Linked DNA regions of Mus musculus: all the other regions are linked to region 2. The links are chromatin contacts, called in public promoter capture Hi-C maps. All regions are on one chromosome and are shown on one strand. The core of a region is the stretch at or near the end of the contact, and the rest is flanking DNA. Distances in the headings are between cores, read along the strand shown.

Evidence for each region. Promoter capture Hi-C pulls out the DNA fragments that hold promoters and counts their contacts.
Region 1: a contact with region 2 is called in a promoter capture Hi-C map of pre-B cells. The contact joins the promoter of Ankrd17 here to the promoter of Uba6 in region 2. A contact is called at or near these places in 2 of 39 promoter capture datasets (cranial neural crest and pre-B cells) and 1 of 484 Hi-C or Micro-C datasets (B cells).
Region 3: a contact with region 2 is called in a promoter capture Hi-C map of pre-B cells. The contact joins the promoter of Cox18 here to the promoter of Uba6 in region 2. A contact is called at or near these places in 2 of 39 promoter capture datasets (cranial neural crest and pre-B cells) and 1 of 484 Hi-C or Micro-C datasets (B cells).

Annotation. Positions count from the first base shown.
Region 1 is chr5:90,364,543-90,367,666 of GRCm38.p6, reverse strand. It overlaps Ankrd17 (ankyrin repeat domain 17), which reads left to right and starts at 1,482. Exons shown (of 34, transcript NM_030886.2): 1 at 1,482-2,000. The coding sequence starts at 1,620. It overlaps Gm9958 (predicted gene 9958), which reads right to left and starts at 670. Exons shown (of 1, transcript NR_045618.1): 1 at 1-670.
Region 2 is chr5:86,170,914-86,174,349 of GRCm38.p6, reverse strand. Uba6 (ubiquitin-like modifier activating enzyme 6) reads left to right here and starts at 1,607. Exons shown (of 33, transcript NM_172712.2): 1 at 1,607-1,682. The coding sequence starts at 1,612.
Region 3 is chr5:90,222,046-90,225,288 of GRCm38.p6, reverse strand. Cox18 (cytochrome c oxidase assembly protein 18) reads left to right here and starts at 1,293. Exons shown (of 6, transcript NM_001033310.3): 1 at 1,293-1,673; 2 at 2,958-3,058. The coding sequence starts at 1,350.

The sequences.
Region 1 (3,124 bases), core at 233-2,732, 4.2 Mb before region 2:
ATTTAGTCATCACCAATTCGTCTGTGGTACTCCGTAGTGTACTGGCAACTGCCCACATTTCATATGGTATGCCAGTACTAAAAAGAAAATGCAAAAAAAAAAAAAAATTAAAAAATAAATAAAATAAATCAGGCACTCAGCTAAACTTAGAAGTCTTAAAATGGTAACTTTGTCAGTTGAGGGACTTTTTTATCTTGTGCCAGTACATCTGTCTTTGATGTTTGCTTTATTTTCCTTATGTCACTACTCGTACTAGCCCAGAAATGGCTAATTCTGAGTTCAATAAGCTACATAAACATGACACGGTGGTGTACAGACCCATATAATCTCAGGAAGATCGCCAGTTCAAGGCTAGCCTGGGCTACACTGGAGACGTCTGTTTGAAGAAGAAAGCTACATTTCAATCGGTCTGCAAGTTTTCTAAGTACTCAAAATGATCTCAGAATCCAGACCGAGAAATGCATACGATGATGGCCCAGCTCCCACACCCACCTCTTCGGAAGTGTATAGTCTTAAAAATCACTAGATTCCGTTCCTGCACATTACAAAGGTGTACAAAATAGTCAGATTTAGGAAGCCTAGGACCCGAGACTCAAACTCGGACAAGAGTTTTCTAAGTGAGGACGTGATCGCTCCAAGGGATGGTGGAGGGGAAACAGTTTTCTTTTGGACCTGACTTCAGTCTCTCTCCTCTCACGAAGTTCTCTCGGAAGATCCAATGCTCTCTGGCTTAGGCGGTGGAGAAAATGGCCAGGCAGGAAAAGTCCATCCAGGAGGTCCGGGGCGAGGCCCCACCTCCCGGATCTGAGGGGCCAGGCCTCGCGCTCGCCCAGCTTCCCCCGCGCTTCTGCGCTCGCCCCCGACTTAGCCCGGGCCCCACTGCTCGCCATCCCACTGCCTCTGCTTCCCTGCGCCCACGCACGCACGCTCGATCGCTCGCTCGCTCGCGGGGGAGCCCACTCCCCGGCCCTGGAGTCTGCACTTGGGAGAGGCAGGCAGGGCTCCGCGCTCGCGCGGCCGCCGCGGCGCCGGCTGATGGCGTCACCCGCGCTTCCGCCTGCGGCTGCGTTCTAATACGAAGCCAGGAAGGAAGGAGGGAGGGCTGCAGGGCTGTGTGTGTGGGGGAAGTAGCGCGGAGAAGACAAGCCACCCAGGCGCTCGTTCGCCCGCCCGCTTGCTCGCTCGCTCGTTCATTCGCTCGCCCGCCCGCCCGCCCGCGGTCCCTGCTTGCGGTCCCCGCTCAGACTCGGTCTCCCCAGAGGAAGCCACTCCAGGCGCACTCCCCCGGCGGCTCCTTCCGGACGCCTGCTCGGCTTTCCCGGGCACGGCGTTCGCGCTCCGCCTCGCCCCCCCTCAGCCCTCCCGCTCTCTCTCCCTCCCTCCCTTCCCTCCCTCCCTCTCTCCCTCCCTCCGCCAAGCTCCCCGCCCTTAGTATCGCGAGACGAGGTGAGAGCTGGCGGAGCGGCGGCGGCGGCGGCGGCAGTAGAGGTGACCGAGGCGGTGGCGGCGGCGGCGGCCCGGAGCGCTGTGTCGGCCCCGGCGCGACCGAAGTCGCGGTAGAGCGGAGCCCCCCCACGCCCCTCCCCCGTCCGCGTCCCCCACCCCCTCTTCCCGCGGGGATGGAGAAGGCGACGGTTCCGGCGGCGGCTGAGGGAGAAGGGAGTCCCCCGGCGGCGGCGGCAGTGGCGGCCCCCCCCGCGGCGGCGGCGGCGGAGGTCGGCGGCGGGGCTCGCCCGGCCTCTTCTCCTCGTGGGATGGTGCGAGTCTGCGACCTGCTCCTGAAGAAGAAGCCACCGCAGCAACAGCAGCAGCAGCAGCCGCCGCACCACAAGGCCAAGCGGAACCGGACTTGCCGACCCCCGAGCAGCAGCGAAAGCAGCAGCGACAGCGACAACAGCGGCGGCGGTGGCGGTGGAGGAGGAGGAGGAGGCGGCGGCACCAGCAGCAACAACAGCGAGGAAGAGGAGGACGACGACGACGAGGAAGAGGAGGTTTCTGAGGCAAGGGCCTGGTTTCACCTCGAGGAGGGCGGAAGGGACCGTGGAGGGCCTAAGGTGGGAGGGGACTCGCGGTGGGACCGAGCCCTCGGGGCTTACGATCTGCCCTGAGGGACCGGGCTTTCGGCTGCCCCCTTTCTTTGCTCGGCCTGAGTCGTGAGGTGTGGGGACGTGGGGGAGGGTAGCTGACACGTGGGGGTGGGAGGACCGGAGAGTGCACGGAGTTGCCGAGAAGCTGGCTAGCCGAGGATGCTGCTTCGCAGGGTGAAGGGTGGAGGGATTGATTGGTCGGATTCCCGGGTGGCACTTTGGGGCCGAAGGGTGGTCTCTCTGGGGCCAGTAAGGCCACCTCATTCCCGGGGCGGGGGCGGAGCTAAAGCGGGAGGGGTAAGATAATAGGTAGGAGAGTCTCCGGGGGACCGACTGCGAGCTTGGTAGTTTTCTGTCAGTGGAAGGTGGCCGGGAGCAGTTGTGGAGGGGCGGTAAGATTGTAATGGACTCGGAGCTAAGTATTTGTATCTGGGAGAGACACGTGAGAGGCTGTACTTTTCCATACTGTTTTGCTGCAGGGCTTTTTCTTTTCTCTTTCTCTCTCTCTCTCTCTCTCTCTCTCTCTAAACTCGTGGCTGCTGAAGTACTCTTCGCTTCCTCGATTTGTGAAAGATTTATGGATGAGCCGATCTTCTATCCCTCCATATGCGTTTACAAGTGACTTAGTACGTAAAAATTGTTAGGTGCTCTGCGTGTATGTGTAATAATCCATCGGGTTCTCCCTTAATAAGAAATAATCAAACCATACCCCGCTTTTATTTAATTAACTTTATTTATTTATCTATTGTAAAGTAAGCAGGGATGAAGTGTCTGTTTTGCACCCGGGCATGGTTGTGATTGGGATAGGGAGGCCTTATGTTCTAGTGATCTGGTTTCATAACTCCTTATAGTTTTTCCTGGGTCTACAGACAGGCGGCGTTGTAGGACCTTATTCCTTTTAACCCAAAAGCTTAATGAACCATACTGATAGCAAACTATGACCTACCAGTTGTTAGTTCTTTTAGAACAAACCCTTTTGTCAATATTAGGAAATGGAAGCTTTAAACACCCAAATATGGAGGAAATAGTAACTCGAG
Region 2 (3,436 bases), core at 358-2,857:
AGAGACAGCTAACACCAGGGTTGAGAACGAATAGGAGTGGACATGACAGGCATTGAGCCATACTAGTAGTATTAGTATTTTACTTTTTTTAAATCTTTTTTTTTTTTTTTTTTTTTTTTAACAGTCCAGTCCCCCTCCAGGTCTGCCCTCTGGCAGTTCCTCATCCCATTCCTCCTCCTCCTCCTCCTCCTTTTCCCTCTTCGAGAGGATGCCCCTCCCCCACCCTTCCCCACCAGACCTCCTCACTCCCTGGGGCCTCAAGTCTCTCACTCAGACCAGACCTGGCAGTCCTCTGCTGTACATGTGTCAAGGGCCTCAAGCTAGTGTATGCTGCCTGGTTGGGAGCCACATTTTTTTTTTTTTTTTCAATCAAGCCATACAACAGGGACAGATAGTTTTTAAGTTAGAAAAGTTTCCCTTAAATCCATGGTCTCCTTGGACTAAGGAAATAAAAATTTATTTTCCCTAATAGCAGTAACAGATACAGAAAAAGTCAAGACACAAAGCTAGTAAAAAATATAAAAACATGCTTTAACATACAGCAAAGTTCCTCTGCCCGGAGAAGCTACTGTGTTCTCACTGATAATGCTGTGACTCTTTCATACAACTTCTCGTGCTGTGGTGACCACCAACCCTAAAATCATTTTTGTGATTTCAAGACAATTTTGAAGTAAAACCTGTTATACTTTACAGAACGCTGCCCTATGTCTATAATCAAACACGGATTTTTAAAATTGGGCTAGTGTTTCGTCAAACACATCACCAGTTAGAAAGATTCTTAATAGCTGGGCGTGGTGGCACACACTTAATCCCAGCACTTGGGAGGAAGAGGCAGAGGCAGGCAGATTTCTGAGTTCGAGGCCAGCCTGGTCTACAGAGTGAGCTCCAGGACAGCCAGGGCTGCACAAAGAAACCCTGTCTCGAAAAAAAACAACAACAAAGATTCTTAATTGTACTGTGTGTACACAATTGTTTTCTAAAAATGGTAAAATGAGAATGAATGAAAAAAAAGAATTAGATGAGAAATCGGCAATCAGAGAACTGGTAATATGAGTTACTGGCTGTATGTCTTTGATCATATCATTTGAGTTCCTTGTTTTTCCTCCCTTAAAATGAAAGTGCCAAATTTTACAGCTCTTTTTAGTCACTTGACTACAGAGATCAGTAATAGATGTTCAAAACAATTTAAATGGAATCTTTAAGTGGAATCCCAGCCTGGAAATGTCCTCTTTTTGTTGTTGTTGTTCAGAAAAGCGATCTCCTCAAGGCACTGTAACAGTTCTGGATTTGCAAGGCAACAGCATCTGGTAGCTGTCGAGCCCCCTGGAGCGGTACGCTCTCACAGCCGGAAGTGACGCGTTTTGGTTCCGCGTTTGCCCTCAGCGCTCAGCAGCCTTCACGTAGGCACTCCCCTCACCTGCAAGGAAGCGCGCCCCGTTGCCCCGCCCCAACCGGAAGTCAGGTGTCCCAGGGGCTGACTGGAAACCCTGTCCTGGGCGTACTTTTCCCCAGCTCCTCCCCCTGGTGACGTCGCCGCCCGCCCCTTGACCCTCGCGGCCCCGCCCCCTCGCCTGCCTCCCCGCCTCGCTGCAGTCAGTCTGTCGGAAGGCGATGGAGCGGTCCGAGCCGTTGGCTGTGCTTTCCTGTGAAGAGGCGTCCTGCTCCTCCTGGGGAGCCTGCGGGTGAGAGGCCTGGCCCGGGGCAGGCTGGGCGGGAAGGAGCGGAGGAACGCCGACGCGGGCTCCGTTCTCGCGTTCCGGCGGCTCGGAGCGCGCGGAGGCCACGGGGCCGCGCGGAGCCACAGGGAGCTAGCGAGGTGGCGAACGAGCGAGCGAGCCGGCGGGCGGTGGGTGTGGCGGCGTGGGCGCTGCCCTCGCTGCTCCAGCTCCGCTCCTCTGAGGAGACCGGCTCTTCCCGGGTCGGGTCCAGCATCCTTCCCTCAGGTCACTACTTCTGAGCGGCCAGTCATTCAGGAGAGGGTTGTGGCCCCTGTTGCTTGGCACACTTCCTTCAGCGCCACGGAGCACTATCCTCCTCCAGCCGTGCTCCTTAGGAAAACTGTTCTTGAGAGCTCAAGTCAGGATGAATCCGTTGCAGTGTGGACACCCCGAGAATCCTCTCTGTTTACTACGGGGGTGTTGGAGCGCGGGGCGGGGCCCAAGGTTCCTAGGATTATTTCCCGCTGAGGATCTTGGAGTTTTTCTTTCTCAGCCTGCAAAAATTCCGGGGTTGGGGTCCTGGTATACTCTCTCCAGTGTTTGCGTTAGTTCTCTTTTGGTCATCTTACAGTTAAGAAAGCCCCGCTTGTATCCTACCCAGTATATGACTATTACATACCAAATATAGAAGTGATGGATTTCTTACGTTACTAGCTTTACATTGCACATTGAGACATATACTTCAAGGACTGGATGGAAGTATTGTCTGCCCTGGCCAATGCTGCCAAAATCGACTTAAGAAATATTATTGAATACAAATATCTGCCCCTTAGTTGCTCTTACAGATGATTTGTTATTGTTGTTGTTGTTGTTGTTGTTGTTATTATTATTATTATTATTATTATATTGATTCTGAGGCTGGCTCCAAGTTTGCCAAAGATGGCTTCCTCCCTCCTCGTCTGAATTTCTGAGATTACAAGTATGTGCAATCAGGCGTGACTGTTTTTGAACATATTCTCGAAACAATCATTGAGACAGAGCTTTTTAAGTGTTGGCCATAGCCATTAAGCGGCTGAGCATAACCCCGTTCTCATTTTTAGTCAGAACTTTAATCCACCTAAGTCATTGTGTGTAACATAGAATAGCAAGTGCAATAAAGTGTGTAAAATAGAAACAAAATGATAGGATACTACAGGTTTATATATAGTTTTAGTATATGTTGTGTGAATATGCTGACTTTATTATATGAGGTGCTTACAGTGCAGTTAGTGTCTGGTTGCTCTAAAAATCTCAACAGCAAGCACTGCACATAGCAACAGTTAGTGAAATTAACTTCAACACATTTTAAAACTCTAAGGAAGATGATACCTAAGAAAACATACATTTTGTATGGAAGGACCTTGTCTAAGGGTTTCTATTCTTTTTTGGTTTTTCGAGACAGGGTTTCTCTGAATAGCCCTGGCTGTCCTGGAGCTCACTTTGTAGACCAGGCTGGCCTCCAACTCAGAAATCCGCCTGCCTCTGCCTCCCGAGTGCTGGGACTAAAGGCGTGCGCCACCACGCCCGGCTAAGGGTTTCTATTCTTGTACAAAACCATGACCAAGAAGCAAGTTGGGGAGGAAACGGTTTATTCAGCTTACGCTTCTCATATTGCTGTTGATCACCAAAGGAAGTCAGGACTGGAATTCAAGCAGGTCAGGAAGCAGGAGCTGATGCAGAGGCCATGGAGGGATGTTCCTTACTGGCCTGCTTCCCCTGGCTTGCTCAGCCTGCTCTCT
Region 3 (3,243 bases), core at 44-2,543, 4.1 Mb before region 2:
GTAGAAAAAAATTGTTAAAGATTTTAATAACTGCTTGAAATTTTTGGTTTAGGGTTTGTGAACAATAGATCTACAAATAACAGGCTTATTTATTACACATAATAAATTTACCTACTTTCCCAGTGTTGAGAATTAATTCTAGGTTCTCATGTATGGTAAGTTGGGACTTGGGGGAGTTGTTTTTAAGTAACTTCTCTGGCTTAAGGCCATCTTGGAAGGGCCTACTGGATATTAACAGTTTTATGGAAATACGGTGGTTTCTTAAACTAGCAAGAGATAAGTGAGCTGTTTTTAAAAGGGATTATGCTATGGGAACTAAAGGCAGGTTACCCAAGTTTCAGAAAATACGCTATCTGACAGCTTTGGTAGGTGTTCAATAAAGTAGAGGACAGTGTCCACAGTTTGGCTTTACCAAACATGGGAGAGGTTTCTAAAAACTCAATTCACTTTGGCCTACCCTAGGAGTGGGCACTTCGTTGTTCCATTTATTTTCTGTTGACAGGAACACGAATGTGAAAAACACACAGTTGTTAAAAGCCCTGTGCATTCCATTTAACCGTTGAAGCAAAATTGTGCTGTTGATGGAATTCATTTTGTAAAATGAAAAATAGTATTTTTCCCTGCTCCTTATTATGATGGTGATTCTTCTTCTTATTTATTTATTTCGTTTTTTTCTTTTCTTTTTTTTTTTTTGGTTTTTCGAGACAGGGTTTCTCTTTATAGCCCTGGCTGTCCTGGAACTCACTCAGTAGACCAGGCTGGCCTCGAACTCAGAAATTCGCCTGCCTCTGCCTCCCAAGTGCTGGGATTAAAGGCGTGCGCCACCACTCGGCATTTCTGCATTCTGTTTATAAAGGAATACAGAATGCTAACCGGAACAGATAAAGACATTTAGGTCTTATTATAAAGTAGAGCTGCCTAGGGGGATAAAGGACGCAGACTTAACACTGACCGAGCCAGAAACACTATTCCCAAAGTAGGTGTTTCAGCAGTGCGTAGAGAAAACGGAGATAGATGCTGCGCGCCTTGGGCGGAAACAGCCGAGTCACAAAAAGTACTCAAGCCACAATTTCCTTGAGTGGAAACTGAAACTCAACAGCAAGGCAGTTTGCTCGCCCCGCCTACCCCTGCAGTTCCGGTTCCCGCTCTGAACTCCACCCCAGCAAGGAAAGGAGTTAAGAGAGCCTCAAGCGGCTCATTGCCGCGTGGGAAAGGCGGAGTCTTACGTCATCTCTAGCGCGACACTGGACAGGGCTTTCGGCTGGGAAGGTCAGGCGTGGCCTCGGGTTCGCGCATGCGCGCAACCTCCTGGTGCTAGTGCTCTAGTTGGCCGCCCGCTCCGTGTAACCATGCTGTGCCGGTCGTGTGCCGGGTGGCTCAGGTCGCTGCCCACCCTGCGGCTCCCGGCACCGGGATCACCGCCCGCCTGGAGCAGCGCGCGGCTCCCAGCCCTTCCGGTATGGGCAGCCGCTTCGGTGTCTGCGGCCTCTCCAGGTGGCTGGTATGAGGCCCTGGCAGCGTCGGCGCCGGTGCGCACCGCGGAGGAAGTGCTGCTGGGCGCGCAGGAGGCTACCGGCCTCCCCTGGTGGAGCAACATCATACTCAGCACCGTTGCCCTGCGCGGTGCTGTCACTCTGCCCCTGGCCGCCTATCAGCACTACATCCTGGCTAAGGTGAGGGGCGTCGGTCCCCGTGCTGCCTGCCTGCTAGTGTTAACATGGAGGCTAAAATAATTTAGTTAGCATTGCATGTTAAATGATGGTTGGTGACTCGAGTACCTTCCAGTTCACCCGACCTACCAAGTATTTATTCGAAATACAAGTGCCTCCCAAATGTTCGGTTGAGACCAATATTCAGAAGAAATGGCACGGAGGAACCTGAAACATTAGGGTCATAAACATTTTAAGAGTCTGCAGCATCATTTGTCACTATTGATACTGCTCTTTATTACTAGAAAGGTATCACTAAGTTAGCAGTTTCCAGACATGAATTCTTCCTCTGGGCCTACCACCTACTACCCTGTATCTGATGGATTGAAACTTCGAGTTGGCTTTTTAGGAACTCTGTTCAGTGGAATTGGTATAACGTTACCTCCCCCATGGCTGTGCCTGGGGGTGGGGGTGGGGTAAGTCAAGATTTTAATTTGAGTCACAGAGGATTGCCAGGAAGGGAGCAGCAGCATTGAGCCAGGAAGCATTCACAGTGAGGTGTTAACACTGGAATGCTGTTTTCTCTCTCCTGGGAAATGTAGGGATGGAACAGTAAGAACCAGGATGCAGTTTTCATTTACTCGAAATCCTATGGAGGAGGTGCTGTTAGATATGCTACATACTGGGAATCAGGATTTCAGGTTATGCACAGCCAGAAACAGAAAACATCAGGTACCCATAACCAAGAAGTTGCAGTTGGTTTAACTCAGTATGGTTGCCAAGATCACGCAGATAGATGTACAGGCAAGGAATTTAAATCTGGGGTCAAAGATACTTTAAGCAAACTAATATCTAATAGAGTTTTCTTAAATGTTTTCGATTACAAGTGTGATCAGTAAACAACATTTGTATATGGTCTAGGGAACAGAGACTAGAACTGTGAGTTTGGTTGTCCTGACCAAATGCTGAGTGGGGGAGGAAAGGGATTATGTGGTTTGTAGGTTATATAGTCTATTGTGGAGGCATTACAGAGCAGGGACAGCAGCAGAGTCCTTGGAGGAACACTGCTTACTGGCTTTTTATACAGCTCACGTTCACATGCCTGGGGCTGGTGGCACACAGTGTCCTGTGTTCTTCCATGTCAATTAGTGATTAAAAAATGCCCCATAGGCTAATCTGATGGGTGAAATGTCTTAGTTGAAGGCCCTTTCTTCTGGATGTGCCAAGTTGACAGCTGAAGCTAACCATGCAGTAGTTATCAGTAAAGATCCTTTATGAACTCATCAAACAACTTTTTTCTTTAGTTAGGTGGAAAACTTGCAACCAGAAATAAAAGACATCGCCAAGCGCCTTAACCAAGAAGTTGCAGTCTGTGCCCGTCAGTTTGGATGGTCCAAGAGAGTGGCTAGGTATGCAGCTTTGGGTCTGCGGTCACGAAAATGTGTGTGTGGTGTGTGCGTGTATACACGGTTAGGTATTCTTTTGATTGGCGTATTCATATTAATCACTATGCTGCATGGTGGTTTTATGTATTGGAATGGAATCAAAGAAAGGAAGAAACAGGCGTTATTCCAACTCCTGTGAAGCTGAATCG